Regions from separate parts of the Callithrix jacchus genome. Here region 2 is linked to region 1. Evidence: chromatin contacts called from public Hi-C data. All regions are on one chromosome and are shown on one strand. The core of a region is the stretch at or near the end of the contact, and the rest is flanking DNA. Distances in the headings are between cores, read along the strand shown.

What was found. A called contact is a pair of places that touch in the nucleus more often than the background predicts.
Region 2: a contact with region 1 is called in a Hi-C map of skeletal muscle, with 3 times the contacts expected there. The contact joins two enhancer-like sites. A contact is called at or near these places in 2 of 3 Hi-C or Micro-C datasets (both in skeletal muscle).

The regions. Positions count from the first base shown.
Region 1 is chr8:111,847,688-111,851,820 of calJac240_pri, forward strand. No RefSeq gene overlaps it. Among named protein-coding and RNA genes, the nearest start is that of LRRC74A, 95 kb to the left of the region's middle. Within about 2 kb of position 2,329, at least 14 of the 16 cell types and tissues checked have an H3K27ac peak or open chromatin away from gene starts, as enhancers often do. A contact at or near this core is called in skeletal muscle, where this site is marked.
Region 2 is chr8:111,992,667-111,996,799 of calJac240_pri, forward strand. All of the region lies in intron 1 of CIPC (CLOCK interacting pacemaker), which reads left to right. Among named protein-coding and RNA genes, the nearest start is that of IRF2BPL, 36 kb to the left of the region's middle. Within about 2 kb of position 2,120, at least 6 of the 16 cell types and tissues checked have an H3K27ac peak or open chromatin away from gene starts, as enhancers often do. A contact at or near this core is called in skeletal muscle, where this site is marked.

The DNA.
Region 1 (4,133 bases), core at 1,079-3,578:
GGATGCATGCAGCAGCTTAGAAAGGTGCCTGGCACACACTAAAAAGCTCAACAAAGATGTGTCCTTACGATCATTCTCCACTTGCCTCCTCACCAACGGATCCCAGCACGTCCGCCTCAGCTCAGAGACCTCTGCTAAGGCCCAGAGCTCACCCTTTGGGGATTCCCAGCTCACTGGTTTTGTGGTTACTGACTGACTGTGTAATTTCCAAACCTGACCAACAGGCAATTCATATGGAAGCGCTTGCCACCTCCTGGTGAAAACAAGGACTCCAGGCAAATTGCTCGGTGCCCCGCTTTGTCCTGAGGCTGGAGCAAGGGTCATGGGTGGGCTGGGAGCCTTGGGCAAGGGGCTGATGCATCCTGAATGATGAGGACTCCTGAATGAGAGTACCCCGTGCTGTGTACTCTCCTGTCTTGAGAATGTTACGATTTGCCACTCTTGTGGAGCTATCCAAAATAATGCATCTAGCAGAGTGTTCCTGCCTTGAGGAGCTTGCCTTACGCTGCTGACATTCCCAAAAAGAGCCATTATTTTGTGTGCCACTTATTTTAATTTTTATCATTTGCTTTACTCTCTTAATTTCCACTCCACCTCCCAAGCCCCAACCCTGCTCCCACCCATATCATTGCCTGTTAAAAGCAGCAGGAATTCTGAAGCTAGCCTTGTCCTCATTTTGGGATGAGGACCTGAGCACAGAGGGATATTTTCCTTGTGGCTGCTGCGAGGTTTGCCAAGACTACTGAATTCAGGCTGGCCACAGCTCATCCCAGGAGGCCAGGTTCAGAGCCTTCCCTAGCAACAGCTGAGAATCACAGCAGAGAGCACTCCTGGGATCTGGCCCCCGCGGTGGGTCCATTTAAAGAAGCCGCACTTGAGCCTGAGCCTAGCAGAGCTGGTGAGAGGAGAATGTTGGCTCCGTGCTGGCCCGGGGCCTGCCTGTCCCTCCACCCCTTCAAGAACCGGTGACAAACAACCTTGCCTGGTGCCCAAGTGCCTGCCAAGCCCTGTCATATTAAAACACTGGAAGACTCAGCAAGGAGTCCAATTTCAGCCCAGCAGGTGGGGAAACCAAGGCAGTAAGAGCCCAATGTGACTAAGGTCACACACAGCACTGGCTACAAGGCCCTGGAGGCTGGGCATCCAGAGCTGCATGCTAAGCACTGAGCACCCCACACTCACCCCAGCCAAGGCTCCGCCCAGCACAGAGGAGGAACAAACACCTCCCACATCATTCAACAGCAGAGCCCAGAGAAAGACCCAGCGCTTCTCCTCCAAGAATGCCATCACTAGTCTCCTCTCTCCCCAGGAGGGAAACAGAGGCACTGAGTCTCCCTGGAGCCTCTTCGGCAATCAGTTCCAAGCCAGGCAGACTGATCTCAAGCAGCTCCCAGTTGAGTGACTGAAACACCAGACATCAAAAACTTGGCAGGCCTGGGGAGAAGGGAAGATTAGATCATTACAGCAGAATGAAGCAAACCAAAAATCCAGAGAGGGCAGGAGGGACAGAGGCCAAGAATGTTTCAAGGCAACCTGAAACTCCTTCAGATGAGAGCAGGCACAGCAGCAACTTCCCCTACTGCCAGGAAAGCCTGGCAAGTCTCAGCTTATTTTCGGGTGGAGTGGGGGTGTGCGGGCCCATACACGTGCGCCCGGAGGTGATGGGGACAGGAAGTGTGTTCTGGTCCTCCATGTGCACACACATTTGGACACATAAACGCCCATGCACAGGTGTCCAGGCCAGGCGTGTAAGCCCCCAGGAGTGCATGTGTGTGTTTGCGTGCAGTCTACAAACATGTTTTCACAAAGCTCAAGAAGAAGCAATCAGTCATCTCCAAGGAATCTTAGCAACAGCCATCCCCAGAAAAGGCTCCTGCCAGCTGGGGCAGCGATGAGTCAGCAGAGGCGGTGTGGGGGAGGTGGAGACGAGGCGGCCTCCAGGCCCTGGAGCAGCCTCTCCCTTCTCCTGGGAAGGCCTCCAGACCCGGCCTGGTCACCGCCTGGGTCACTGCTTTGGCACTGACGTCGGAGAACACATTCCTGGAACTGGCCGGCACAGGCGGCTGGAGGGTTTTTCCCTCCTCCTCTCTCTCCCTCTCACCCTCCCGTCCAGCCCCACACCCGCCCTTTTATTTTTCCTTCTTGCTGCAAAACCAAAACACCACGTTCACGAGTTCAGGCGCTGTGGCCAAGTGGCAGGAGCTGGCGGAGGAATTGGGAAACAGGAGCTGCCTGTCCCAAGCAGGTCAAGGGATGAGGACACCTCTGGCCAGGCCAGCCGCAGAGAGGGCCCTGCTAGGGCAGGCTGAGCCCTGCTTAAGTCCTGCAGGGCAAAAGTGTCATTGCCTAGGGCTCCAGGGAAATGGAGTTCAAGGTGGCAGTTCCCAAAGAAATGGCCTGTGTCTCTCTGCCACAGTGGCAGGGCCTGAGGTCATTAACAGAGCATGGCGGCTGGAAGGTAATCCAAGGAGCAGAGAGCCACGATGATTAATCATGAATCCGGTGCCTGAGTGCATAAGCAGTCTTCACAGCCACCTCAGGGTAGAACTGTGTCCTTGTACAGACAGGGAAGTGAAGGTGTGGGCAAGTGAAGGAATCTGGCACAAGGGCACGCAGCATGCTCTTAGCCAAGGAGCTTGATGGAATTAACCCAGCTGGGAGCTGACTTGGGGCTTTCACTGATGGGCCACCCTGGCTTTTCTCCTTGGGCTGCAGCTACAGTGCCAGGATCGCAGCACCCACAAAAAATTAAAAAAAAAAAAACAACAAAAAAGGGGCGAGTGCTGAATCCTATCTCTCCCCGACCCGCATGCAAACAGATCAGGGAGAAGAGCCATCTGCAACCTCAGCAGCGGAGGTGGTGGCAGCGGCGTGGCAGGCGGCGGCAGCAAGGGCAGTAACAGCCCAGCCCAGCCCAAATCCCTGGCCTCTTTACTGGAGGCAGGAAATGAATAAAAGCTAAATGAGTTTGAAAATGCCAGGAGGCAGTGTTTATCCCCTTCCCCCACCCCCTCCCCCTGGCAAGGACCGCGTATAGTTACAGTTTAATCTTGGAAATGCCAGACAGCTGTTCCCCGTTGCTAAGAGACTGGCCCACATTATGCAGATGTCAGGGACCTCAAATGTCTGCCGGAAATTACAGATCATGTTGGAAGAGCAGAGGGGCCTTCTCTTGACTGGGGAAGCGCAGCGGGAGACCCCTTGGCTGGATGGCAGAAATAAGGGGCCCACCCTTTCTGGGTTTCTTCCGAGGCTCTGAGGCTCCAGCCTGTCCTGCCTCCCAGCTCCCTGATGCCTTGGCTCCCACCCCAGGTCCTGGCCTCCATTTTTTAGCAACTGTGCCAATGCCCATGTCCACCCCCACCATCTCTCTTCAGTCCAGTGTCCCTATCTGTCTTCCAGTCTGCCCAGCTGCTGTGATGCCACTGAGCTGGCTGGGTCCGAGCTGGGAGGAGGAGCAGACCCCACTGGAGAAGGGCAGGATTCCACTCCATGAGCCCTCTTCACCTGGAGCTGAAAATGGGATGAACTTGCACCCTCCCTGTCATCCCCACCTCATGGAAACCTAAAAGAGGGATATCACCATGGCAACTGCAGGCTACCCAAGTTGCTGCATCACTGGTCCCTAGGGAAGGGGAGCCGCCATCTGGGCAGAGGGGTGGGAGAGGAGGAGGGGGAAGCCCTTTTCCAAACTGGAACTCTAACATGAACCTTGATGGAAGGTGACAGGAGGAATTCATCAGGGCTCTGGGCTGGGAGGGAAGCAGATGCACCCCTAGCTCAGGCTGGAGAGGGGCATGGGCAGGCTGCAGGGTGGTGCCAGGGGAAGACATGGCATGCACAGTGTCTTCAGGATGACTCCCAGGTACTGTGGCGGTGGGCAAGAGTAGGCTGCGGCCAGGTGCAGAGTGGGTACTGTGTGCCTACTGATTCCCTGAGAGCCCGCAAGGTACCTTGAGGACAGAAACTGTATGTCACTACCCATGCATCCAGGTGGCATCTGCTCTCCCTATTCCCAGCTGTGTGACCTTGGCCTTCTCCAGCTGAGGAGCCTAGCCATATAAAATGAAGCCAGGTGGACTTTACATGCATGGAAGTTGGCTTTGACGATAAGAATGGTGTGCGTATGTGTC
Region 2 (4,133 bases), core at 870-3,369, 140 kb after region 1:
GGAACCCAGGAGGGAAACTCCTCCTTATCCTCAAGAAGCCTGTCAAGGGGCCTGTGGGGCCAGTTTCCCCTTAGATCAGTGCTAGCAAGGGACATTTTCTGCTGAGTAGAGGGTTGGTAGAGGTAGCTTCTACCCTACTCAGGAGGCAACCCTGAAACAGACACAGTGCCTCAAAGGCCCTGCGTGGCAGAAGGCACGTATCACTGCGGAGAGAGCTGGCTGGGGGTCGTCAGTGTGAGTTGCTGGAGCTAGGCTTGTTGCACAGGAAGGACTGGCTGCTGGTTCCTTAGCTGAGCCTGGACAGGCTGGGTGTGGCCATACCTGCTTGCTGGAGGTGTTAGCCCAGAAACACATCAAAATGGGTGACAACCAAACAGCCCCCCCAGACTCAGAGTCGAGAGGCATTTATGGGGTACCTACCATGTGCTAGACATTGTATGAGGCCCTCTCAAGGGTGTTAGCTCCCTCGTAAAGCTCCCAAGTTTGCAGATCCCTCCTCCATCATCCTGTCTACAAATACGGATTGACTGTTAGTTCAGGCTCGGTGCATCAGGACTCAGGGGCGAACAGGACAGATGTGGTATTCTCAGGGGCAACACAGCAGGGAAGACAAAGGAATACACATGTGCCAGATAAGGGGCTGTTGGTTGTTTTAGGGCCAACTATGAGGGCTCCCAGTGCTTTGTATCAAGAATGACTTCCTTTTATTTATTTATTTTTGAAGTGGAGTCTTGCTCTGTCACCAAGCTGGAGTACAGTGGCGCAATCTCGGCTCACTGCAACCTCCTCCGCCTGGGTTCAAGCGATTCCCCTGCCACAGCCTCTCGAGTAACTGGGATTACAGGCATGCATGAGCCACCACACCCAGCTAATTTTTTGTATTTTAGTAGAGACGGGGTTTCACCATGTTGGCCAGGATGGTCTCGATCTCCTGACTTTGTGATCTGCCCACCTCGGCCTCCCAAAGTGCTGGGATTACAGGCGTGAGCCACCTCCCTCCAAGAATGACTTCCTTTTTAAGGGTCTCTTGTAGTGAGAAAGAAATCAAGAGAAACCATAATTGGCTTGAGAGACTCAACATTGGCTTTGCCCACAGTTACTATTGAACACCACAGTAGAACTTGCTGGTAGCTGAGCACACGCAGGGCACAGCCACTAGACAGCGTGCTTATCCATCTCACTTCTTCCTCTTTCCAGCCATCCCGCCTCTCCATAATGTTTTTCACAAGATGATCAGAGACCCAGAGACCTGAAGAAAAAGGGGACAATGGGGATTGGAGGCCATAGGCTTTAGGGAAAGGTAGGGAGCAAAAAACAGAGCATTTGCAAAGCCCTGTCCCTGTTACTTTCCTCCCCAGTCTCCACCACCCAACTGGCATGTGAACTTCTTCCTGTATACAGCTCTGAGCAAAGCACCATATGGCAGTTTCATCAGGCCCACGGCCTGGTTTCCATCCAGCCCACTCTAATTTCCTCCCAGCCGTGGATCTGCAGAAGAACCCATCCTGTGGAAGGAGCTCGGAGGAAGAAAAAGAACAATAACAGTAAAGACGTACAGAGCACGAACCACAGCAGGGAGCTGTTCTGATCGTGTGTATGATGCGTGCAACAGCCCTAGCAATCATCACTATTAGCATCCCCATTTTATAGATGAAGAAACTGGGAGACAGATGTTCCGAGACATTCTCAAGGTCACATGGCTAGTGATGACAGAGCTGGGATGGGAGCCATGTTAACCATCAGATTTCGCTGACTCGCTGTCATAGGAAACCCAATCTTGACTAAACGATGTTGGCAGGAAGGGCTAAGAGCTTGGAAGAAGGGGTCCTCCTGATCTGGCTGGGACAGAGTGATGCCAGCAAAAAAGGGCAGTGAATCCATGAGGAGGGGAGGGGAGGGATGGGGTCAAGGCCTGGCTGACCTGACTCCAGCAAGCAGGGTCTGAGCTCCATAACTGGAGGTGTCAGGGAAGCATACAGAGGACTGGGAAGCAAGAAGATCCCTGGAGGGGCCCCTGCAGAGTAGTGGTCAGGGAGGGCTGGGGAGCCCCCAGGAGCCCTGGGAGCTTGTCCCTCTTTGGACTTCCTTCCGTGGCTAGGTTCTCTGCTCATCAGCAGTAAAGGGTAAGCATCCTCTCTGAACCCTGCGGAGCAGCAAGGCTGCACTGAGGCATCGTAGGAATGAGCGGCCCTGGGTGTGGAAGGACCTGGGTACGGGTCTCAGCTCCATATCTTCCAGCTGTGTGGCCAGGTCACACCTGTCACTCCCAAGTCTGTGAGCCTCATCTATAGGGCGGTCAAGGGATGTGAATAGGCTGAAGTATCAGGAAACCAACAGGGCTCCTCGCACAGAAGAGATGTATTGTCCATGATCATGCCCCCGGCCCCCATTCTTCCTTCTAGAACAAGAAAGAAGTAAAGGATCCCCGGGCAGTGGAGGCTGGACCCTTGGTAGGCTTGGCAGCCACACAATCTCTAGAATAGAAGGGCTCCTTCCACAGAGCAGAGTCCTAGAGGGTCATAGCTGTTGCCCTAGGCCTGGCAGGACAAGGGAGGCAGGGCCAGGCCAGATAGAGAGTTAGAGGACCCTAGGTTGGCACTGTGGACTGTCGTGCCCTGGCTCCTTTAGGATTCACAGGCCAGAGTGGTGGATATAGCCTAGTCCTCACTGCTGGAGACCCCACACCACAGTGGAGTCTGCACCAGGTGCACAGGCAGGAGGCAGAGCCATGCTTGCCCCTTTCTGGCTCCCTGGGATGCTAGAGGTAGCATCCTGCCAGCAAGCTGGTGGGTGCAAGAAGAAGGAGCTTTATTTAATGTAGCTACACCCCTTCTTCCCCCTCAGCTTTTGGGCTCCTTCCCCTGCTGCCGACCCACATGAGGGGCTTCTCACCCCAAGGCTCCCTGTATAGTGTCCCCTGGATGACCTGGCCACCAAAGTCCCACACTCAGATCACAAGGCCAGGATGTGCATAGGATGCTTTGGGCCTTCCAGTGCAGCAGGGACCTTTTGATGTGGGTCCAGGCAATGCCCAGCTCTCCTGCCTGGGGCTCCTTCTTGGAGAGTAAATGGGAAGGAACTTTGGAGGGAGCTGCTCTCTGCAGGAGATGATTAAAAAATGGGAATTTGGGGAGGGCCCTGATGGATGAGGGAGTCAGGCAACAAGCAAAGAAGAAAGGAGGGAAGTTTCTTTTTCTTTTTTTATTTTTACACATTATTTTTCCCTGCCTAGGGAAAAAAAGGTGAGCACAGAGGTAAAGAGAGAAGAAAAGTGAGCTGTGTGTGGTGGCTCACGCTTGTAATCTCAGCACTTTAGGAGGCCGAGGCAGGTGGATCACTTGAGGTCAGGAGTTTGAGACCAGCCTGGCCAATATGGTGAGACCCCATCTCTACTAAAAATACAAAAATTACCTGGGTGTGGTGGTGCATACCTGTAGTCCCAGCTACTCAGGAGGCAGAGGCGGGAGAATCGCTTGAACAGGGAGGTGAAGGGTGGAGTGGGCTGAGATCATGCCACTGCACTCCAGCCTGGGCAACAGAGCAAGACTCAGTTTCAAAAAAAAAAAAAGAAAAAGAAAAATGAAAGGTTTCTTTTGTGTCTAGTATCTCTGCTTTCCCCAGCAATAACCTATATGAGCAGTTTGCTCTGTATCATCCCAGACTATTTCTGGGCATTTACATGCATAATACATGCACATACCCAGGGGGACGATGTCAAGATCTTTGTCTCGCTTTGATTTTACATGAAGAGGATCGTGCTGACCACACTGCTTTGCAACTTTCCCCACAACTGTATATCCTGGACATTTTCTCATGTCAACAAATATAGAACATCCTCTTTTTTTTTTTTTTTTTTTTCTTTTTCTAGAGATGTGGTCTCACTCTGTTGCCCAGGCTGGAGTGCACTAGTGCAATCATAGCTCACTGCAACCTCAACCTCCTGGGCTCATGCAGTCCTCCTGCCTCAGCCTCATGAGTAGCTGGGACTACAGGTGTGCACCACGACACCTGGTGATCCTCATTCATTTTTTTTTTAACCTCTACCTAATATTCCATAAGTGGCTGTAACATGGTTGATTCAACCACGCTTCTCCCACTCAGGGTCCCAGCTCTAGGGGGCATGGGTCAAAAGA